Regions from separate parts of the Mus musculus genome. Here regions 1 and 2 are each linked to region 3. The links are chromatin contacts, called in public Micro-C and promoter capture Hi-C maps. All regions are on one chromosome and are shown on one strand. Each heading gives the region's core, a stretch centred on a gene start, on an enhancer-like site or on the middle of the called end of the contact. The rest is flanking DNA. Distances are from core to core; before and after follow the strand shown.

Evidence for each region. A called contact is a pair of places that touch in the nucleus more often than the background predicts. Capture Hi-C pulls out chosen DNA fragments and counts their contacts.
Region 1: a contact with region 3 is called in a Micro-C map of the G1E-ER4 cell line, with 3 times the contacts expected there. The contact joins the enhancer-like site here to the promoter of Gna15 in region 3. A contact is called at or near these places in 9 of 39 promoter capture datasets (the C10 cell line, the HPC-7 cell line, cranial neural crest and 4 more), 3 of 15 datasets of contacts at CTCF or cohesin (embryonic stem cells, large pre-B cells and pro-B cells), 32 of 484 Hi-C or Micro-C datasets (B cells, the BV-2 cell line, the Ba/F3 cell line and 12 more), 7 of 115 datasets of contacts at active chromatin or transcription factors (the 230-238 cell line, CD8 T cells, bone marrow-derived dendritic cells and 3 more) and 3 of 9 other capture datasets (adipose tissue, liver and pancreatic islet).
Region 2: a promoter capture Hi-C map of liver shows a contact between it and region 3. The contact joins the promoter of Nfic here to the promoter of Gna15 in region 3. A contact is called at or near these places in 7 of 39 promoter capture datasets (the C10 cell line, the HPC-7 cell line, cranial neural crest and 4 more), 2 of 15 datasets of contacts at CTCF or cohesin (large pre-B cells and pro-B cells), 8 of 484 Hi-C or Micro-C datasets (B cells, the Ba/F3 cell line, bone marrow-derived macrophages and 5 more), 7 of 115 datasets of contacts at active chromatin or transcription factors (the 230-238 cell line, the SCID.adh cell line, bone marrow-derived macrophages and 4 more) and 4 of 9 other capture datasets (adipose tissue, embryonic stem cells, liver and 1 more).

Annotation. Positions count from the first base shown.
Region 1 is chr10:81,455,675-81,459,315 of GRCm38.p6, forward strand. Celf5 (CUGBP, Elav-like family member 5) reads right to left here. Exons shown (of 12, transcript NM_001374703.1): 12 at 3,553-3,641. Among named protein-coding and RNA genes, the nearest start is that of Celf5, 25 kb to the right of the region's middle. Within about 2 kb of position 1,642, at least 4 of the 459 cell types and tissues checked have an H3K27ac peak or open chromatin away from gene starts, as enhancers often do. A contact at or near this core is called in the G1E-ER4 cell line, where this site is marked.
Region 2 is chr10:81,425,390-81,428,836 of GRCm38.p6, forward strand. Nfic (nuclear factor I/C) reads right to left here and starts at 1,784. Exons shown (of 10, transcript NM_008688.3): 1 at 1,687-1,784. The coding sequence starts at 1,716.
Region 3 is chr10:81,522,087-81,525,863 of GRCm38.p6, forward strand. It overlaps Gna15 (guanine nucleotide binding protein, alpha 15), which reads right to left and starts at 2,139. Exons shown (of 7, transcript NM_010304.3): 1 at 1,724-2,139. The coding sequence starts at 1,868.

The DNA.
Region 1 (3,641 bases), core at 392-2,891, 67 kb before region 3:
CAGTACTCGGCTCCGTGGAGCCCAGTGAGTCAGAGGAGGAGGGTGCCGGGACAAGAGGAGGGGGGCCAGGGCCAGGGAGCGAGAGCTGGAGGGCGGGGACAGAGGCCACCCACAGCCCAGGAGGCGGCTGCAATCGAGCGGCCCTGGATTTGTGAATGACACCCTCCTCAGCCCCCGGAAGCACCGCGGCTGTCCCTGCCTGCCAATCTGGGGGCACACTAGGAACTCGGACCAAGGATGCCAAGGGCTCTTCCACTTCCAGGGATCTCGGGTGAGAAGGGAAGGCTGGGGTGCCCATGCCTGAGTCTGGAGACAGCTTGAAGCTGTGTGAATGTGGGTGACTGGCTTGGCCTCTCTGGGCATCTGTTTTTAAATGAGGAAACTAAGAACTAGCCCAGGGTGGGATGGCACAAGTCTGTCATGTCAGCATTTAGGAGGCTGAGGCAGGAGGATTGTGGTGAGTTTGGGGCTAGCCTGGGCTACATAGTGAAACCCTGCTTCAAAAACAAAAATGCCAAAAAGCAAACAAAAACCAAAAAAAATCAATGTTTTTTGCTGTTTTGTGATTTTTGTTCATTCTCCCGATAGCAGAGATGGAGTGGGCAGGAGGCAGACTCCATATCCTTAGTTTATCACTGTGCACTTACGGAGCATAAATGTGCGCCCAAGACAGAGAACAGAGGCTCTGCTGTTGGATTGGTGGCTTGGTCTACACAGCAGGAGGAAGGACTAATGGTGTGCTGCAGGAAGAACATCTCAGGGGAAAAGATGCCTGCTGGCTGGAACTGGTCTCTCTGCTCTTCCGTGATAGGGACATGTTGGGGGCTTGGGTGCTGGGCTGGGTAATTCTCCCTTCTTCTGGATTCTCCTTCCTTTCACCACCTGAAGGCTCCTATGCATCCTTCAAAAGCCCAAACCCTGCCATTCTTTCTTGCAAGGACAGGTTGGGGAGGCTCGGAGAAGATCAGTCAGGAACCTAGGGCTGCGTGACTCCTCTGCCACAGAGCACTGGTTGTTGTTTTCTTTAAGTTTCCTCCTCTTTGTCTCCATTTTACAGACAAGAAAACTGAGTCTCAGAGATGGCAAGTGTCACATAGTCCATCCTCATGGTACCCAGATGGGCACCAGCCACAGAGTGAGTTCTCTGCCTTCAGTTTGTTGACTGAGTCATGGAGCAGGGATTTGCTAACAGTGGACAGCCCACCACTTGCCACAGAGCTTTTCATTGTCTCCTGGGTCTGGTTGGTGACCAAAGGAGTCAGGTGCCCCCCTCTCAGCAGCTGTGTCCCCCCAGCAGCCACTCACAGCTCGTATCTGTATCCTCCCCAGCAACCCCACCCCCAGTCACCACACTCCCACCTTGCAGCCCTAACACCCCCACAGCCACAATCCCTTCTCCCTCAGCCTCACCTCCCCCAAGGTGGCACCTCATCCTTAGCAGTCACAACCCCCAGCATCTGCACACTGCCCGCCCCCCTGCAGCCATATGCCCCTTCCCCTAGCAGTTACACCCCCTAGCAGCCTCATCTCCCACAATCGCACCCCCTCCAGTATCAACTCCCACAGTCACCCCCACTGTAGCCCTACCTCCCCCCAGCTGCAATCCCTACTGCCATACAGCTCCCTTAACACCCCATAGTTGTGCACCTCCACCACTGGCAGCGCCCAGTCTTATCTCCCTTCCCTGGCAGTCACACCCTCCCAGCCGCAGTCAATACCCGCCGCCCCCGCCCCCCGCAGCCTACCCCCACAGATTCAACCCATCTCTGACGGTTGCATTCCCCTTTACCCCACCCCGGAGCCACGCCCCCTCCTGCAGCCTCAGCCTTCACACTGTATGCCCTCTCATGCCCACAACAGGAATTTGCCTTGGTATCTTGTAGTGTCCCTCTGCCCTCGTTCTGTCCAGTTACCCCAGAAACAGAGTCAAGAGGGCAGGAGACAGGTATGGGAGTGGGAAGACAGAAAGAGGGGTCACTGTCCAGTCCTACCAGCTTTCACACACCACATGCCTCAGGTTCCTTAGCTGCAGAAAGAGGGGTGAGGGGGTTTGTGACCCCTCCCTCTGGTTGACTGAGGCTGAGAGTAGAGGCTGTTGGAAAGTGATGGACTGCGCAGGCGCAACCCCACAGAGCCCAGGAGGAACGGGGTAGCGGGGAGCCTCCTGGTGAAAATGTGAGGACCAGAGTTCGAGTCCACAGTGCCCATGTCAAAACCTTGATGTCAAAGCTGCTTCGTAGCTGGGAGGCAACAAAGCCCCCAGGACGCGGGGCCATGGCCACCAAGTAACTAACCTTTCCTCTTATATACAGATCATCTCCTGCATTTTGTCATAGTCAGGGACATCCAGAACACCAAGTGCTCACTCTCCAAAGAGCCTTAGGAAGCAGCACACCTCTGAGTAGCCTAGGCTGGCCCGAAAGTCCTTGGCTCAAGTAATCCTCTTGCTTCAGCCTGCTGAACCATTTTGTAGGTGGGCTGTTTATCTTTAAAAAAATAATTAATTTCCATTTGAAATGAATTTGCTTTAATTTTTAATTTTATTTTGAAATTTATCTTACAATTTACTTTTCTTCCCTGTAGTCTCATTTTTTCTATTTTATTATTCTGTTTTCAGACCTAATCTCATGACGCTGCCTAGGCTGGCCTGCATCACAACATCCTCCTACCTTGGCCTCTCCCAGGTGAGGTTTATCTTTGCCGGTTGCTTCCTATTCCAGGGGTAACTGCTGAGAACCATCTGTGCAGCCCCACCCTGCACACAGAACAAATCTGGCCCTCGAGGTGGCAAGAGTGCATTCATGGCAGCCCGGGAGAAAGGGGTGCACAGATGCCTGCTGGAGAAGCTGGCAAGGGGGCAAGGGTAGCTGGGGGACACGTTGATTTTGCAGACTTTAGGGAATCCATTAGGAACTTGGGACATGATTTTGGTTGGTTGATTTTAGTTTTCGAGACAGGGTTTCTCTGTGTAGCCCTTCCTTTTGTGGAATTTGCTCTGTAGATCAGGCTGGCCTAGAACTCGAAAGATCTGCCTGCCTCTGCCTCCTGTCCAGTTAAGGACATGGCAGCTACCATGCCCAACTCAGAAAAACATGTTTTTTTCTTTTTTAAAGAATTATTCATTTTACGTGTATGAGTACACTGCAGCTGTCTTCAGACACACCAGAAGAGGGAGTCAGATCTCATTACAGATGGTTGTGAGCCACCATGTGGCCACTGGGAATTGAACTCAAGACCTCTGGAGGAACACTCAGTGCTCTTAATCCCTGAGCCACCTCTCCAGCCCTCAGAAAAACTTTTTTTTTTGTTGTTTTTGTTTTTTTGGTTTTTCGAGACAGGGTTTCTCTGTGTAGCCCTGGCTGTCCTGGAACTCACTTTGTAGACCAGGCTGGCCTCGAACTCAGAAATCCACCTGCCTCTGCCTCCCAAGAGCTGGGATTAAAGGCGTGTGCCACCACGCCCGGCAGAAAAACATGTTTTATTCACACATTGGAATATTACTCAGTTCCAAACAAGGAGCACAACACGATGGGAAAACAAGGTGACAGATAATCCCTGTTAACAAGTAAAACTTTTATTAAATAAACTTTTAGGTTTTTGTTTTTCGTTTTTCTTTTCCAGACCAAGGAGAGGTGATTTGC
Region 2 (3,447 bases), core at 534-3,033, 97 kb before region 3:
GTCCTCAGGGCTGGAGCCAGCACTGGGGTTGCCCCCGCCCCCAGCTCCCAGCAGCAGCCTGGATGGAGGCCTCCAGAAGGCCAGGACGGGGAATTCCACGTGCCCAGGCTGCCTTCCAGCCGGCCACGTCTGCCTCAGACCTCTCAGCCACCAGTAGTCAGTCAGCACAGAGACTCCAGTCTCCCTGGGGTCACACAGCAATTACATCCCAATGCCGGTGCTCTGGCGGCAACTGAGCAACGCCTGCCCTGGGCTGTGGGGTGACCCACTCCTCAAATCTCACTTGAAGTAGAAACTGAGGCCTGCAGAGGGGCAGGCATTTATCCAAGGTCACCAGGGAACCCTGGGTAGGGCAGGCTGGGGTTCCCTCAGTATGAGGGTCTCCCCTGGGGATCACAGAACTGCACCTCTTACCAAGATGGAGGGACCCGCAGGAGTGGAGGACCCCAGGATCCTGTCCCTGAGATGGGCTACCTGGGTCTTCCCTGGCAAAAACAACCATGGCCCTCACAAAGTTCTCCTCAGGACATCAGACAACTGCAATTCCCAGAACCAACACAGTCTGGAGACCACTATGTCTCACTCTCTTTCAGGGGAAACTGAGGCAGACACAGCAAAAAAAAAAAAAAAAAAATCACAAGAGGCTGTGGAGTTGGAAAAGACAGGCTTATGATTCCAGGGGGCAGACACAGCTGGGGGGCTCCTTGAAGGGGGGTCCCCTGGAGGGATGGATGCACCCCTCCCCACTCTCCCTCAGATGCTGGAACCCAGCCAGAGGGGCACAGCAGGGCAGGTGCTGGATTGGCCACCTAGTACGCAGTGTCCGCCAGTCCCCTGCCGCCGCCGCGGCCTCCTCCTCCTCCTCCTCCTCCTCCTCCTCCTCCTCCTCCTCCTCCTCCTCCTCCTCCTCCTCCAGCCCTGGCCTCTGCTCCTCCCGCCAGCCGCCTGGCAGCGCCTGCTCGGCTCAATAATTCAAGAATCAATGCGGAGCTGGGGGGGAGCTGAGCCAGGGAAGGGGGGGGACCCGCGATGGACACCCGCAAGACTGCCCCTCCCCCCGCGCGCCAACTTCGCGCGCCCCTCCCCCTTCGCGCGCACACGTGGGCCTGAAATGGAGGGGGACACTGCCAGCTGGAGGGGGGGGCGGCCACCTGGGAAACCAAGAACTCGCGAACAAATAGTCTAGGGGTCCCTTTACCGCACAGCTAGGGAGACCTACAGTGCAGCAGGGAACCCCAAGATCAGTCCTACGGGCGGGTGGGGAGCGTTCTACGTGCGGGTGGGGTGCTTCCTGCGGACACCTACTCTCTTCTCCATCTGGAGGGGACCCAGACTTCCTGGGTGCAAAGGGTGAGGGCTGTGGGGAGGACGCCAGCCCCCCCCCCCATCCAGCCAAGACGAGAGAGAGTTCCAAAAACAGCCGATTTAGATCAAAGTGGGGGCCCAGAAAATGGGGTTCCAAGTGTGCAATCAAGCTTAACGAGGATGGAATCCCCAATCTCAAGAGTTGCCCGCACCCCAGGTCCATGCCAGGAACACCCTGGCCTGGAAGAGGGTGGGTAGAGAGGACGCGCGCGCTTTTTTTTTCCCACCCCCGCTGCGGAGGGGAGGTTCCAGACTGCAAGAATGCGGTTCCAGGTGGAGCCGGGGTGCGGGCCGGGGCCAGGCCGGGAGCGGGGTGCGTACCTGGGTCAGGCAGAGCGGGGAGGAATACATCCCGGGGCGCTGGCACCGGAGGCGCAGAGGCCGAGCGGCCGCCGAACTTACTGAGTCATTTTTGCAGCCGCCCTCCCGCTCCTCCCTCCGCCGTCCTCCCCGCCCCGCGCCGCCTCTCGCCCGCCCCCGCTCCCTCCCTGCCGCCCGCATCCAACTTTCAAAGAAATCGCCGACAGCAAACAAGCAAGCAAACAAACAAACAAACTATGTCTCTACACGCGGACCCCCTAGTCCCCTCCCTCTAGAGCTATCCATTTGTAGAGGAGGACACAGCGATCAGGTCCACGAGATGGGGCTGAGCCCTTAGCTGCCCCCCACATCCCACCTGAGTCCCTGCAGCAGCCTGCCTCTGCCCCCAACTGTACCCCAAACTCCATCTGTCCCCTCACCTGTGCCCTCAAAGTGGCCACTGCCAGTAGGGTAGAGGGGGACCAGTGTGGGAGGCTTTCCCTTAAAAAGCCAATAAGTGGTCTAGCAGCAGGTATGGGGTCCCTGGGAAGGGTGCGGTGCAGGACTCAAGGCCAGGCCAGGCTCTGACACTACTGTGTGATAAAGAGCAGAGTGGGGTGATCCAGGCCAACCAGGTCCCCAAGTTTAGATCAGTGTCCAGGCTGCCCATTTCATATTTGGGGAATCTGAGGCACAGGGAAATCTCACTCCAACTAACTTCATTTTTCTTCTCTTTTCTTCCCTTCCTTCCTTTCTTTTAATTATTACTATTTTTGAGCCAGAGTCTCATGTTGCCCAGGTTGGCCTTGAACTCACTATGTAGCTAAAGATGACCTTGAACTCTGGATCCTCCTACTTCAGCCTCCTGGGAAGACAGGTATGCTGGGCCTTGCCCAGCTGGAGATCACCTTTCTGAAGGCAGCGTCTGAAGAAGCCTGCACACCCCCACCCCGGCCACCAGTGTCCACTCACAAGTCTAGGCCTTTTTCAATTATTTCTCTCCCAGGGACCCAAGGACATGGGATGTGAGGGCTGGGGGGAGAGTGTGCTACAGAGCAGTAAGATGCTTTAATCCGTTATCACTGTAATTCCAGTGAAGCCAAGGCCCAGAGAAGGAAACCACTGGTTGGGGTGTCGGGTCCCAGGTGCCTGCCTGGCACACCGGCCACCTGGTCCATACCCCAGGAGATGCCTGTGAGTGACACTATTAGGAGTACCCACGGATACTGACCAAACCACCTGTCAGATTGGATGCGCGCCCTTGGGATGTCCAGGACACCAGGGCCCACACCTGTCATCCCAGCAGGGATGAAGAGGCAGGAGTGTCAGAAGCCAAAGGCCAGCCTGGGCTACATGAGCCCATACTGATCACCTCCCTATATTAGGGACAGCACACAGCAGGTTCAATGCATGCATAGTGTGCATGTGTGGCTCTGTCCCAGCCAATAAACATCATTCTCCCTGAACCTCAGTTTCCCCGTGGGTGTCTAATGTTCTGGGTTGTGGAGATGCAAGCAGACACCAGCACCGAGGTGACCATGTGCCAAGGGTGCATCGGGAGGCTCAGGAGGACACTAGACTTGTACCTCAGCTGCATATGACCCATTTGTTAAAAAAATAAAAAGTCAGGGTGCTGGAGAGACAGCTCAGCAGTTACAGTCCCAGCTGCTCTAGCAGAGGAACCCAGTTTCGGTTCCCAGCACCACCCACATGGCAGCTCACAACGGTCGTGGGACCCCGACACCCCCACATGTGGGGCACACAGATATAAATAACAAAATA
Region 3 (3,777 bases), core at 889-3,388:
TCCCCCTCTTTTCCCTCTCCCCCTCTTCCCTTCTCCCCCTCTTCTCCCTCTCATCTGATCTCCCTCAAAAATTCAAATCTTTTTTTTTTTTTTTTTTTTTTTTTTAAAGATTTATTTATTTATTATATGTAAGTACACTATAGCTGTCTTCAGACACACCAGAAGAGGGCATCAGATCTCATTATGGGTGGTTGTGAGCCACCATGTGGTTGCTGGGATTTGAACTTCAGACCTTCGGAAGAGCAGTCGGGTGCTCTTACCCACTGAGCCGTCTCACCAGCCCAAAAATTCAAATCTTTTATTCAAACCTCCGATGAGTGGAGCCAGGAAACCAAATGTGTGCTTGGAGAATTTTGAGGAAGAGACGTGGGGACTCCCATCTGAGGGGTGAAGTTAGGGTAGAATGTGGCTTTGTGCTATATCAGAATTATTTTAAGGGCTGGAGAGATGGCTTAGCGGTTAAGAGCATTGGCTGCTTGCTCTTCCAGAGGTCCTGAGTTCAATTCCCAGCACCCACATGGTGGCTCACAACCATCTGCAGTGGGATCTGATGCCCTCTTCTGGTGTGTCTGAAGACAGCTACAGTGTACTCATATAAATGAAATAGATAAATCTAAAAAGAAAGAAAGAAAGAAAGAAAGAAAGAAAGAAAGAAAGAAAGAAAGAAAGAAAGAAAATTATTTTAAAAGGAAGAAAAAAATTCCCCTTTCAGAAATAGGAATTAAAAAGCACATATTGAGCTATAATTATTTCATCTGCTTATGGACCTTATTTCGTTCCTCAAAGAACATGTGATTCTTTGATGGGATCATCATCACCATCACCCCCCCCACCATCATCATCACCACCATCATCATCATCATCAGACTGGGTCTCAGTATGTAGCTCAGGTGGTTTTGAACTCATGGCAATTCTGATATCTCAGTTATCCAAGTGCTAGGATTACCAGTGTGAAAAACTATGCCTAGCTTTTAGTTCTAAAACAGGGAGTCTTTTGGCCCAGGCTAGCCTCAAACTCTTGTAGCTCAGTGTGACCCTGATCCCATGATGTTCCTGCCTCTGTCTCCGCAATGCTTGGTGACACAATCGTACCTCCCGTGCCTGGCTCATGTGGCCTTGGGATGGAAACCAAGCTCTCCCTGATGCTCAGGGATCTTCCTGCCTGCTGAGCCCCAGTTCCTGTTCTGCCCCTCCCCACTTTTATCAATTTCCGATACAATGTCTCACATGGTCTAGTCTGGCCTCTAATTCACAACCTTCTGGCCTCAGTGTCCCAAGGAATAAAGGATTTTGAAGGAATGAAGGATTTGATTGAAACAAGTGAAGCATTTTGGTCAGTTCGAGAGTTTAGAATTTTTAGTGAATGAGTGAATGAATGAATCCACTGATGCTCATAAGCCCAGAACAAAGCGCTTGGTGACCATGACCAGCAGCTTGGAGCCCTGGCTCAGGCAGTCGGAGGAAGAGACTTAGGCCCTCCCTGAGCCAGCCTGAAGCTCACCTTCATTCCCTTCCCGTGACACATACAGGTGTGTTTATGTGGTAGCACCCGCCAGGGCCACCTCCCCGCAGCCAGATGCACGACTCAGCCGCGAATGAGAGACTCAGCTTCTTGAAGCTTTGCTCTCCCCATCTAGAAAATGGGTCGGCAAGCGAGTCCCTGCTGCCTCCGGAGTCGTTGGCCCCGCCCGCTCTCGGCCCCTGTGCTGCATTCCACACTCACCCAACAGCAGGAGTTTCAATTCCTCGCGCTCTTGTTTTTTCTGTTCCAACAAAATCCTGTTGATCTCCTGGTCGATTCTGGCGGCAGTCTTCTCCTCCTCTGTCAGGCACCAGGGACAGCAGCCCCAAGTCAGGGACCGGGCCATGGTGGGCGCTTCACAGACCACCAGGTGACATCACAGGGCCTGCAGAGCCCAACTGTGGGACTCTTTCTTCTCCGGATGGAGTGGAGGTGGGGGTGGAGGTCACCCCAGGGCCCTCCGTGTCCCTGCCTAGGGCCTGTGGGAGCCCAGGCAAGGGCTTCAAGAGGCCTGGGTGCTGGAAACAGGGCGGGGACCTGGGTGCTGCTTCCCGCCCCCTCCAACTTGCCCAGACCTGGCCCTGCCCGCCAGACAGGTCGGTGGTGGAAGCTCCAGCAGATGAGGAGGGAGGGGTGGCTGCCTTCTGGGAGCACAGTCCTCGAGGTGTCTAACTTGACCCTCCTTCCTCCTTCCCTAAGAGAGTGGCCTCACCCCTGGGCTTCTGACACTGCTGGCCCCAGCTGCCCCCTCCTCTGGGCCAAATAGGAAGCGACCAGTGGGCACAGCTATTGCTCAGGGCTGATTTCAGAACTGCTGAGGCGGGAGGGAAGTCTGTGCTTCCGTGTCTGTCTGGCCTTCCTCAGCACACACTCACTAGTTTGACAGCTGAGGAGACTAAGGCATGGAGTAAAGGCAGGGACTTCCCCAAGACCCATGGAGGAAGCAGAGGGTCATGTCTGGCCCCTTGAGTCCCAGAGAGATTAGCAAGAAGCAGAAGAATCAGTGAGAGAGGGACTGATGCATTTATGGAATGCCTACTGTATACCAGGAAGGCTTCTATTTTGCTCCACAGAGGACAAAACAGAACTTTTTTTGTAAAGTTGGGTGACGGAGAGCTGTTTCAGCGGGTGAAGAAACTTGTGCTGTAGCCTGACCAGAGTCATCCCTGGGGCTCATATGATGGGACGGAGAACCAATTCTGTGGATTACCCTCTGCCTTCCACCTAAATCCCAAACCAAACAGATGGCGACAAGTTCTAAAAGTGCTGCACAGCCATCGAAGGGCTGGGGGCGTAGCTTTAATAGGGAGTCAGGAGAGTAAAGGTGACAGACACTAAAGGACTCTGGGAGCTGAATCACTGGGCTGAGCCCCTCAGACCCCAGGCTACACAGAGTGAAAGTTCTAGATCCTTCTGGCTCGTGTATCTCTAGCCTGGGGAGATAAGCGTAGCCTGGGAGCCTCTTGTCATGCAACTGATCTGGTTCAGAGAGGGTGTTAGACCCCGGAAACACAACTTCCTAGCCTTCGTCCTCCCCTGCTCCAGGTTGGTGGCAGACGGACATCGACAGGTTGGCAGGCCCACGCCTGCTCCACGCTGACTTCAGTTGACTGTTGATTCCTATTGCAGGAGATGGGAAGTGTGATAGGGGCGGGGTGGGGTCACTGAGGCCAGAGGGAGCTTCCCCGCCCACTGAGACTTGTACTGTGGTTGATAGGGAGCAAGCTGGGGGTTGGGTGGGGTTGATGGCGGGGGGGGGGGGGGGGGTGCATCAGAACTGGCCTGGGCTTGCAGAAGCTGGAGAGGCAGCACCCTGCTTGGTCCTTTTGGGGCCAGACACAAGGCCCTTGGGACAACACAGTGGGGACCAAAGCCTCGCTCTGATGCCTCCTGTGGCCCCCACCATTGCCCTCTGTGGGGGTTCCAGCAAGTGGAGCCTGTGAGTCCTGGGCCAGCCTGTGCCACAAAGTGAGACCCTGTCTGAATGTTTACAGGGGTGTGTACTGGGTGGTAAGTTCCCTGTACTTCCGTGAAAACATTGTATCAACTGCTAATAGGAACCTGTTCTCTGTTTTTTTCTACTAATAGACTTTCTTTCTTTCTTTTTTTTTAAAGATTTATTTATTTATTATATGTAAGTACACCATAGCTGTCTTCAGACACCCCAGAAGAGATTCAGTTATCATTACAGATGGTTGTGAGCCACCATGTGGCTGCTGGGATTTGAACTCAGGGCCTTCGGAAGAGCAGTCGGT